2 separate regions of the Triticum aestivum genome follow, and region 2 is linked to region 1. Evidence: chromatin contacts called from public Hi-C data. All regions are on one chromosome and are shown on one strand. Each heading gives the region's core, a stretch centred on a gene start, on an enhancer-like site or on the middle of the called end of the contact. The rest is flanking DNA. Distances are from core to core; before and after follow the strand shown. Region 1 holds the start of LOC123167438. Region 2 holds the start of LOC123169681 (protein FAR1-RELATED SEQUENCE 5).

Region 1 (4,819 bases), core at 1,695-4,194:
GAAATCATATCCATCGATAAAATAATATCCATTGCGCTAAAGCGACTTTCAAAACCTCAATCATAATACTGGTTATTGATAACCATAATAAAAATCCAGCCATGTTGGCTATTAAAGATTTGAATAATATAATCCAATGATTTATAAGCGCATGATTCCAATGGCGCAATCCAAATATATACTGGTGACTTATAGTCGAAAGCCAGGCCGGGTTAATAAACACAGGATAAATTATACTCATAAAACATTATAAAACTAAAAATCAAGAAGGATTTAAATAATCATAATTGTGGTGTTGCACCGATCAAGAGGGTTTAAGCTATGGTTCGGATACGACCAAAGCCCCCAAGTGATTTCCCTGGTGGCCTTACGCCAATCAAGAGGTGTTAGCTATGGTTCGAATACGACCAAGCCCCCAAGTGATTTCCCTGGTGGCCTTACGCCAATCAAGAGGCGTAGCTATGGTTCGAATACGACCAAGCCCCCAAGTGATTTCCCTGGTGGCCTTACGCTGATCAAGAGGTGTAGCTATGGTTCGAATACGACCAAGCCCCCAAGTGATTTCCCTGGTGGCCGTACGCCGATCAAGAGGTGTAGCTATGGTTCGAATACGACCAAGCCCCCAAGTGATTTTCCTGGTGGCCTTACGCCGATCAAGAGGTGTAGCTATGGTTCGAATACGACCAAGTCCCCAAGTGATTTTCCTGGTGGCCTTACGCCGATCAAGAGGTGTAGCTATGGTTCGAATACGACCAAGTCCCCAAGTGATTTTCCTGGTGGCCTTACGCCGATCAAGAGGTGTAGCTATGGTTCGAATACGACCAAGCCCCCCAAGTGATATTGTGAGCTGTGCTCAAGGGGCACCTATGTTTGAGCTGTGCTTTTGCAGCAGACTCTCTTTGGTCCCTTTAATTTTTCCTGAGAACTCGAACTTGCGAGAGATTATTCTTTTGAACCAGAAATTCTTAAACCGGATACTGAGAGCTTCAAATCTTTGTGGGAGACAACCTTCCCTTGAGCCGGATTTTAAACCGGAATCCTTCTTTTTAAGCCGGAAATTTTCTAACGGCCTTTAAATTTGCACCAATATGGCGGTTTAGGGTCCTGCATTAGATAACTTTGCAAGCCGGAGTAATTGCTCTTTTAAAGAAAGCCATATATAATATAAAAATATACTGGATGGATTTCACCTGAAATGTCAGGCCAGTAAATATCCACCGCAGAGTTGATGATCATCACGGTGAAGCTGAAATTAATCACGGCCAAGTCGACCGCGGGAGCGGACAGATGAGCCGGCCGCGGTGTTGTAAGCCTGTACGGACGGACGAGTCAATCGCAGGCGCAATAAACCGCGCAGACGGATGAGTCAATCATCGACACAATAAGCCGCTCGGACGGGAGAGTCAATCCCAGGCACGGTATCTATCCATGATACAACAATCATCCTTGCCGTGAACAAGAGCAAAAGTACTGGTATTGTGCAATATTCCTACTTCCGTTAGCTTTCTTCATCAATATGTGCCCAAGTCACTTTACGTAAGTGGCAGAGATAGCTTTTTTAACCTTTTACTCTGTATGGGATTTTTTGTCTAGCCCTGTAACCTTCACGTGATGAGTAGGAGTGCTAATTGGAAGTTTTTGATTATTGGGTTGGCTTCGGCCTTCACGTGGACTGTAGATGACTTTTTGTAGGAGTAGTAATGGATGTCCGCTGGCTTTGCTGATTGGTTGTGCTGCTTTGAAGCGGGTTGTACTGCTTTCAATCAGGCGCTCAAAGGCAAGGCTGCTCAGCAGCAAAGTCACACACGAGCTATGACAGACAGATTGGCACGAGGCCGGTGACGAAGGCGAGACCGCTCGACGGCAACTCAGGCGCTCAGCGGAGGCGCTCGGCGACTGCCCCATCCGGCGGGTCAGCAGGGTGGTTTCAAAGCGCCTGGCGAGTCAGCGGCCGGCGGGTTAGCGGAGGTAGCAACCGAGTCCTGACGCAGTTCTAAAGGTGATTGAGGAGGCTCTCGGTGAAAAGGGGCAGTGACTCGGCGGAGGCAGTGGCGACTTGAAGCAGAGGCAGCGCGAAGCCGACACACCGATGAGGGCAGCTCGAGTCAACGGGGGCGGGTGGCCCAGCCTGCTCGAGGCACGGCGGCAGTGGCCGCAGGGCGGCTCATGGCGAGGCGCTTGGAGACCCGGGCCGGCCCTGGGGTATGGCCAAAGGGGCGACGGCCCAGGGCCCAGGCCGGGGAGGGGGCCCATGATGCAGTATAACTATAGTCCAGCAAAAATAGGTAAGAAATCCCTAAAAAATACTCCCTCCGTCTTAAAATAAGTGTCTTGAGTTTAGTATAAATTTGTACTAGAGCTAGTACAAAGTTGAAACACTTATTTCGGTACGGAGGTAGTAGGTAAGAAAAAAATTCCAGAGAAAAGAAACGAATCTAGCGATTAGCGAAGCGTCCGGCGGCGTTACTCACGCCTGATGCGACGCACGGCCGCTTGTTTCTCTTGTGAAACAAATCAATCAAAGATCTCAAGCCTTTCGCTCGGCTTCGTCCTCTCGTCGGTTCGTCTTCGAACGTGCGTCCTCTCGTCGGTCACAGTCGGCCTGCCTGTTTCTCGGCCGCCTCTGCGTGCGCCGCGCAGCAGTCCGTAGCCCGGCCATCCGGCATCGGTCAAGGCGGCAATACATTATACGTATGTGAGCCGTGAGCGCACCACAGTACGTACTGCCAATAACGTACAGGGTACGTATCCATCCATGTTCCTGATCCATCCCCTCAAACGCCAATCTTTCCCTACTAATAAAGCACTGATTGCTTCTGGTCGTCCGTCATTAGCCTTTTTGCTGAAAAGTCCCCTTGGTTTTGGGAATTCAACCCGCGGTTCTATTTTAAGTGACTAGCAGAGAAAACGTTTCGTTCTTACAAAAAGAACCCTGCATTTTGGTGTATTCCGGCCGCGATTCTCTTTCAGATGGCTCTGAGACACGCTGCAAAAAAGACCCGTGCAGAACGAGCAGCTGTGGCCTGTGGGCGGCGGAACGACGGCGGTGGCTGCTTGCACGGGCCAGATCCGTGCACGGCAGGGGCTGGGGAGGCTGATTCGGAGGCGGGCGGCGACGCCGGGGTCGCCAGTGACGATGAGGAAGGCTGGGGCGTGGCCTCCCGGGCGGATCCATGACATCTGCGGCTCCTGGGCGGAAAGAAGAATGGAGGTGAGGGAGAGAAGAAGGGAGAAAGGAGGGGAGGTGTGGCGTCCTAGGCAGGAGCTCGCCAGAGCGGGGCGACGGTGGACGGGCGCAGGAGATGGAGGGATTTGGAGCCGGCCGGTCGAGCGACACCAACCAGGCCACAGGTGGCGTAGACTTGACCATCAGGTAATTAATCGATTCATCTCCCCTCTTTTCCTACTTCCCCTCGATCTGGTCCTCAATCGCCATGTTCTCGAGCAACAGAAATCACTCATTCTTCATGTTCTTGAGTCGCAGAAACCATGGGTCAGCCAAGTTTTCTGATATATTGCTAATATGCTGTCAAATTGCAGGGGCCTATCAAATTTTGTAATATACAGATGCTATTATGCTGTCAAATTCCACCGGTCTACATATTCCATGTGCAAAGTAAAGAAATTCAGTTGTTGCAGCTTGCAAACAAGCAAAAACACGACCAGTCATCTGCAGAATTAATCTACATGTAAATAAGATTTCTCTTCCAACCATCTTTCAAAGATAAAATCGTACAGAAAATGAATCAGTTTTAACTAATACAAGTACACACCACATTCGGCTCGACAATTGTTCATCTCCCTCCCATTTTTTCTTTTATGTTTCCAGTTCAATCAAGTCAGGACATCACAGGTCTACAATGCCATTTTTCGTCACATTCATAGCAAGCTTGCATGTTCCTTCTATTCACAACAGTACCTAGCACATACACAAGTTTGTTGGCCGCCGGAGTTGCTGCACTCGTGGTCGTCGGAGTCTGCCACCATGATCATGCTCCACATGCATGTGGTCTTCGAGTCAGTGTGACGCCCATGTGGTTGTCCTCTAGCAGAGCCACGTTGACTGACCGTGGGAGCCGGAATCTTGGTGTGTGGCCGACGGCCGTGCCGCCTGTGGTTGTCTTGGTCTCGCTGGCTGTTAGGACACCTATTTCTGCTTCCTTCTGGATGAACAAGGGAGATGGACGTGTCAGTAGAATTTGATCTGATTGATTGATCGGTTTCTTTTGATGGCTTTTTGTGACATGTCTGTTATGTTTCAGAATCTTTTTGAAACTGAAATCTGAAAAGAGCATGAGTTTGACAGGATTTTATATATCCTTCAGTTGCTTACTGTAACATGTACCTTCTGGTAGATTGATGTAGGTAGAATCATACTGACTTCCTGTAATTTTGTCATCACAAAAATGTTCTATTTGTTTGGTTTGATGTATCGTGATGACCATCAGAAACCACCTATATATGCTATTCGTACTGTTAAATTCAGTTACCCCGAGGAAGTGTTATACGCCTGACACATGATTGAGAATTAACTTGCTTCAAGATCTGGTTCACCTCAAACCTCTTTTCCAAATATCAATGGGCTGCCGTTTTTTGGAATTTTTGATCAAAACTCCAGAAAAATGTATGATGTACCTTTTTTATTTTGGACTATCAGTATGCAAACTCCAAAATTGGAGTATTAGTATGTTATATTACAAGTACTGTCCTACCACACACACAAAAAAAGTAAGAAAGAGAGAGACTTATATGAAATAAGTCTGCTCGTGCTCCAGCCAAAGTACATCGTTCAGGTTGCCCAAGCAGTACTGATAGATTA
Region 2 (4,819 bases), core at 731-3,230, 200 kb before region 1:
TCTTTTGTGATGACCGAAAAATTGGGAAGGTACACTTTGGTCACAATCTGAACATAACCTAGGCTGTTAAATCGGTAATAGTCATATCATAACATTAAAATCATCTGTACTATTTAGTTGTGTGCTGTTACTTTTTTAGGATTGTAAGATTGAAGTCCTCAAAATATCTGAGAAACACCAAGCCTAACTGCTGTTTTCCAGTCTTAGTTAGTACTACCTCCATCCTGGTTTATTGGTCCTCTTTGTATTTTGTGCCTAAATTTGACCATAGATTTAACTGACAAAATGTTAATGCATGTCACCAAAATTTATATTGTTTGATTCGTATTTGAACATAGTTTCCAATGATACTATTTTTTGTGACATGCATTCATATTTTGCTAATTAAATCAATGTTCAAAATTTGGCACAAAATACTAAGGGGACCAATAAACCAATACAGGGGTAGTATACATTTCAGTCATATCTAAGCTAATAATTTATACGGGTATCTTCTGATTGGTATATTCTGGCATTGCACAGGCAACAAAATGATGATTGAAGAGACCAAGCGAAGTATTCATGATGCTCTATGTGTGGCAAGGAATCTGATCATCAACAACTCAATTGTGTATGGTGGTGGCTCAGCAGAAATATCTTGCTCAATTGCTGTTGATGCTGCAGCAGATCGTCATCCTGGAGTCGAGCAGGTAATTGGGGTTTCGGAACTGGTACTACAAAAGAAAGCCATATATGTATTATGTTTTCTTCTAATTGTGCTTCTTTGTACTTTCAGTATGCAATCAGGGCATTTGCTGATGCTTTGGATGCCATTCCACTAGCTTTAGCTGAAAACAGTGGTTTGCCGCCTATTGATACTCTCACCGTCGTAAAATCCCAACATGTCAAGGTATTCTGTTTTCTCTGTTGATTTTGACATCACTTTATAATGTCGGTTGTCAGCCTGTTCTTCTCATGTTAAAAATCCTCCTTCTGTTATACTCCTACTAATTAGCCGCATGTGTTTTTATTTGTCTTGTGATAGAGTTTATTTCAGAAGTTACTTTTGGCTAGTGCCTGTGCTTAGTCCTTAGTCCTTCCCCACCTGGCATTGAGTGTGCTTGATGCTGTACACGTTGTACCATCATCTCAAGTCACATTATGTAGTGTACGATGTAAGGGTTCCAGAAACCAGCGCTGACCTTCTTGGCATGTCACTGCCAGTCACCAGTGTTTTTGAGCTTATATCTACCACACCCTCTGTAAACTAATATAAAATCTATATTAGTTTACAGAGGGAGTATTGTTATGTCATTCCTTCTGAACTGAGGGTAACATTTCATTTCTGAACATATTTCTAGGAGAACAATTCCCGCTGTGGCATCGATTGCAATGATGTTGGTACCAATGACATGAAAGAGCAGAATGTTTTCGAGACTCTGATCGGCAAGCAGCAGCAGATCTTGCTGGCAACACAGGTGGTCAAGATGATCCTCAAGATTGATGATGTCATAACGCCTTCTGAGTATTGATGACGCCTTCAAGAACGGAATCGACTGTGCTAAGTGGCATGCACTCCATTAGTCAGCATATTTTATATGGGTTGATTTGGATTTGCTCCTAGAATTCTTACATGGAGTGGTCACTTGTTTTGATTGACGAGCTATCTAGTTTTGTGACGTGAGTTCACACTTTGTAGAGCTTGAGACAGTAGCACATATCCTGTCGATACCAGTTTTAGCCCTTCGTTGTGTTGTTCGGATGCTTAATGCTATGGTTTTGGACCACTAATTTGTCTGCTTTATCGTAATTGTTTCATTTTTTTGTTCACTTTGTCTAAAGTATCTCAGGTAAAGTTGGTGTGGGTCAGACATATGATGTGTACCAAGTTACGGACGCGGCTCGTCTGCCGTGAAGAAGGCACGGCAGTAGCATAATCTCAGCCGTTCTTATCTCATCAAGCGCATCCAACGAACAGCAAAACAGCCCTATCCACGTACGCACGCAGGGCGCGTGCCAAATCTCTCCTTCCTTTCTTTCGCTGGCGCCAAAAAGCAGCCGCCGGCAGCGTCAAAAAGCAGCCGCCGGCTCGTATTCTGGCGCCAAAAGCCAGGTTCTCGGCTGGGCGCGGAGAGACGAAGACGATCATCCACTGGCGCGCCGCCGTGGCCGCCGGCGATCATCGCTGAAGACGGCGGGTCGTCGTTACAAACGGCGATCAACTCGGAAGACGGCGGGCTGCCGTGGCTGACGGCATTCGAACGCCGCTGCCTCCCTCCATTAACCCTCGCGCTCTCCATATTCTTGAAGGTAAAACACAATTCACGATCTTGTTTGCCGTCGGCCACAGTCCACCTTCACCCTCATCTTCTTATCTTTTCTACATCACTCTGAAGTCTGTTTAATCGCTGCTGATTTTGTGCAATCCACCCAAGTGAGCTTCTGTAGCATGGAGAACCAACAAATCAACGAGGAAAACCAGACCTCTGCTTCAATTGGGTAAGTGAGAAGCATTGCAACAACAGCAACATAATCCTCTTTATGTTTTAGACGAAACAATTGTGTCCAATCTCCTAACCATTGTCTGGTGTTGGCTATTTTACAGAAATGATGTACCAAGCTGGATACCACAAATTGGCATGAAGTTTAGCAGTTTGGATGAGGCTTGGATTTTTTGGGAGCATTATGGTGGCAGAGTTGGGTTTGGTGTTAGGAAAAGGTACTCAAATCCGAGCAAATTTGACGGAACAATTACTTCATGCAGATTTGTGTGTCGTAAAGAGGGTCGTCGAGGAAAAGACAAAAGAGATAAGCATATTAAGCAACCTCGAGCAGAAATTAGGACTGGTTGCCAAGCTCGTATGGGTCTCACAATAGATCGGGAAAATGGTAAATTACGAAGTTTTTGATCTTGTTCTTGAACACAATCACATGTTGCAGTTGCAAGAAACATGCCACCTCATGCCCTCACAGCGGAAGATAACTGAAATTCAAGCGTTTGAGATTGAAATTGCCGATGATTCGGGTATTGGACCAAAAGCTGCACATGAATCAGCTTGCCGGCGAGTTGGCGGATCATCCATCCTTGGCTACATTCAACGGGATCACAAAAATTACTTGCGTACTAAGCGCCAAAGGGAACTAAAATATGGTGAAGCAGGAAGTATCTTGAAATATTTCCAGGATAAAATCCGAGAAAATCCATCATTTCAATATGAGATACAACATGATTGTGAAGAACAGATCACAAATATATTCTGGGCTGATGCAAGAATGATAATTGACTATGCTCATTTCGGTGACGTTGTAACTTTTGACACCACATTTGGAACAAACAAGGAGCATCAGCCGTTTGGCGTATTTGTTGGGTTCAATCATTTCAGAGAAACTGTTATTTTTTTGGTGCTTGTCTTCTGTACGATGAAACATTTGAATCTTTTAGATGGCTTTTTGAAACTTTTCTGTCAATACACAATCAGAAGCAGCCCAAGACCATATATACCGATCAAGACATTGCAATGGGAAATGCAGTGGAGAGTGTGTTTTCAGCAACACGACATGGGCTATGCACTTTTCACATAATGCAAAATGCCGTTAAACATTTATCTTGTCGCAAGGACAAGGACAAGGACAAGGACAAAGAAAATGAAGAGGACAAGGAAAAGGAAGAATCAAATATTCTTGCAGACTTTAGTGCTTGCATGTTCGAGTACGAAGAGCTGGAAAATTTTGAGGAAGCTTTTCACACCATGAGAACTAAAGTAGAGAAACAAACTTGGTTTGATAGCATTTATAAGGTAAAAGAGAAGTGGGTTGTATGTTATATGAAGGATGCATTCACCTTGGGGATGCGAAGTACACAACTAAGTGAAAGTTTGAACAATGACCTCAAGCACCATTTGAAATCAGATCTTGATGTGATCCGTTTTTTCAAGCATTTTGAAAGGGTTGTGCAAGGGAAACGAGACATTGAGTTGAGTTCGGAGTATGAGTCAAGGGAGCTAGTACCTAGGGTCAAAATGAGAACACCCATGCTGGTCCAAGCAAGCCAAGTTTACACTCCGGTCATATTCGAATGTTTCCAAAAAGAATATGAGAGATCCATTGCAGCCTGCACTAAACAATTGAATGTGGAGTATGAATTTGCAGTAACTATTAGTACTCCTTTTGAAGCGCCAACCTTTGAAAAGGAATGCAAAGTCATTGCTAATCCATTGGAGCAAACAACTTTTTGTAGTTGTGGACAATTTGAGAGAATAGGGATATTATATGCGCATGCTCTCCGAATTCTTGATTTGATGAACATTAAGTTACTACCAGCGCATTATATTTTGAAGCGATGGACTCGAGAAGCACGGTCTGGAACTGTTCAAGATAGAAGTGGACGAAATGTTGTTGAGAATCCAATGTTGGCTGCTGTTCTTCGCTACAAATATCTCTCGCACAAGTTCGTAAATTTGGCCACTCCAGCGTCTAGATCTGAAGAATGTTGTGTTTTACTAGATGATGCGCTCGATAGTGTTGGTAAGGTTATTGCTGCCAAGCTGCAACTTGGAAATGAAAGTAACCCCGATAAGGGATGTGATACACAAGTAATAGCAGAAAAATCTAATGAAAATTTAGCCGCTGCGCGCCTAAAGAAAAAATCTCCTCGGAAGAAAACAAAAAAGAGAAAATTAAGTTGGCTTGACAAATTCCACAAGGGGAAGAAGAAGAAAGAACTAGCTGAAGTTGTGAAAGCACAAGAGTTAACTAAGGTATGTTCTTTATTATATGCAACAAGAGACTTACTTGAATGTTGAAGTTTTCTGAAACAAGAGACTTACTTAAATGTTGGGTT

What was found. A called contact is a pair of places that touch in the nucleus more often than the background predicts.
Region 2: a Hi-C map of leaf shows a contact between it and region 1, with 3 times the contacts expected there. The contact joins the promoter of LOC123169681 here to the promoter of LOC123167438 in region 1. A contact is called at or near these places in 2 of 5 Hi-C or Micro-C datasets (both in leaf).

The regions. Positions count from the first base shown.
Region 1 is chr7D:471,650,774-471,655,592 of IWGSC CS RefSeq v2.1, reverse strand. LOC123167438 reads left to right here and starts at 2,944. Exons shown (of 4, transcript XR_006483929.1): 1 at 2,944-3,373.
Region 2 is chr7D:471,848,500-471,853,318 of IWGSC CS RefSeq v2.1, reverse strand. It overlaps LOC123169681 (protein FAR1-RELATED SEQUENCE 5), which reads left to right and starts at 1,980. Exons shown (of 4, transcript XM_044587557.1): 1 at 1,980-2,478; 2 at 2,585-4,736. The coding sequence starts at 3,498. LOC123169679 (T-complex protein 1 subunit epsilon) reads left to right here. Exons shown (of 9, transcript XM_044587556.1): 7 at 523-689; 8 at 776-889; 9 at 1,341-1,809. The coding sequence ends at 1,511.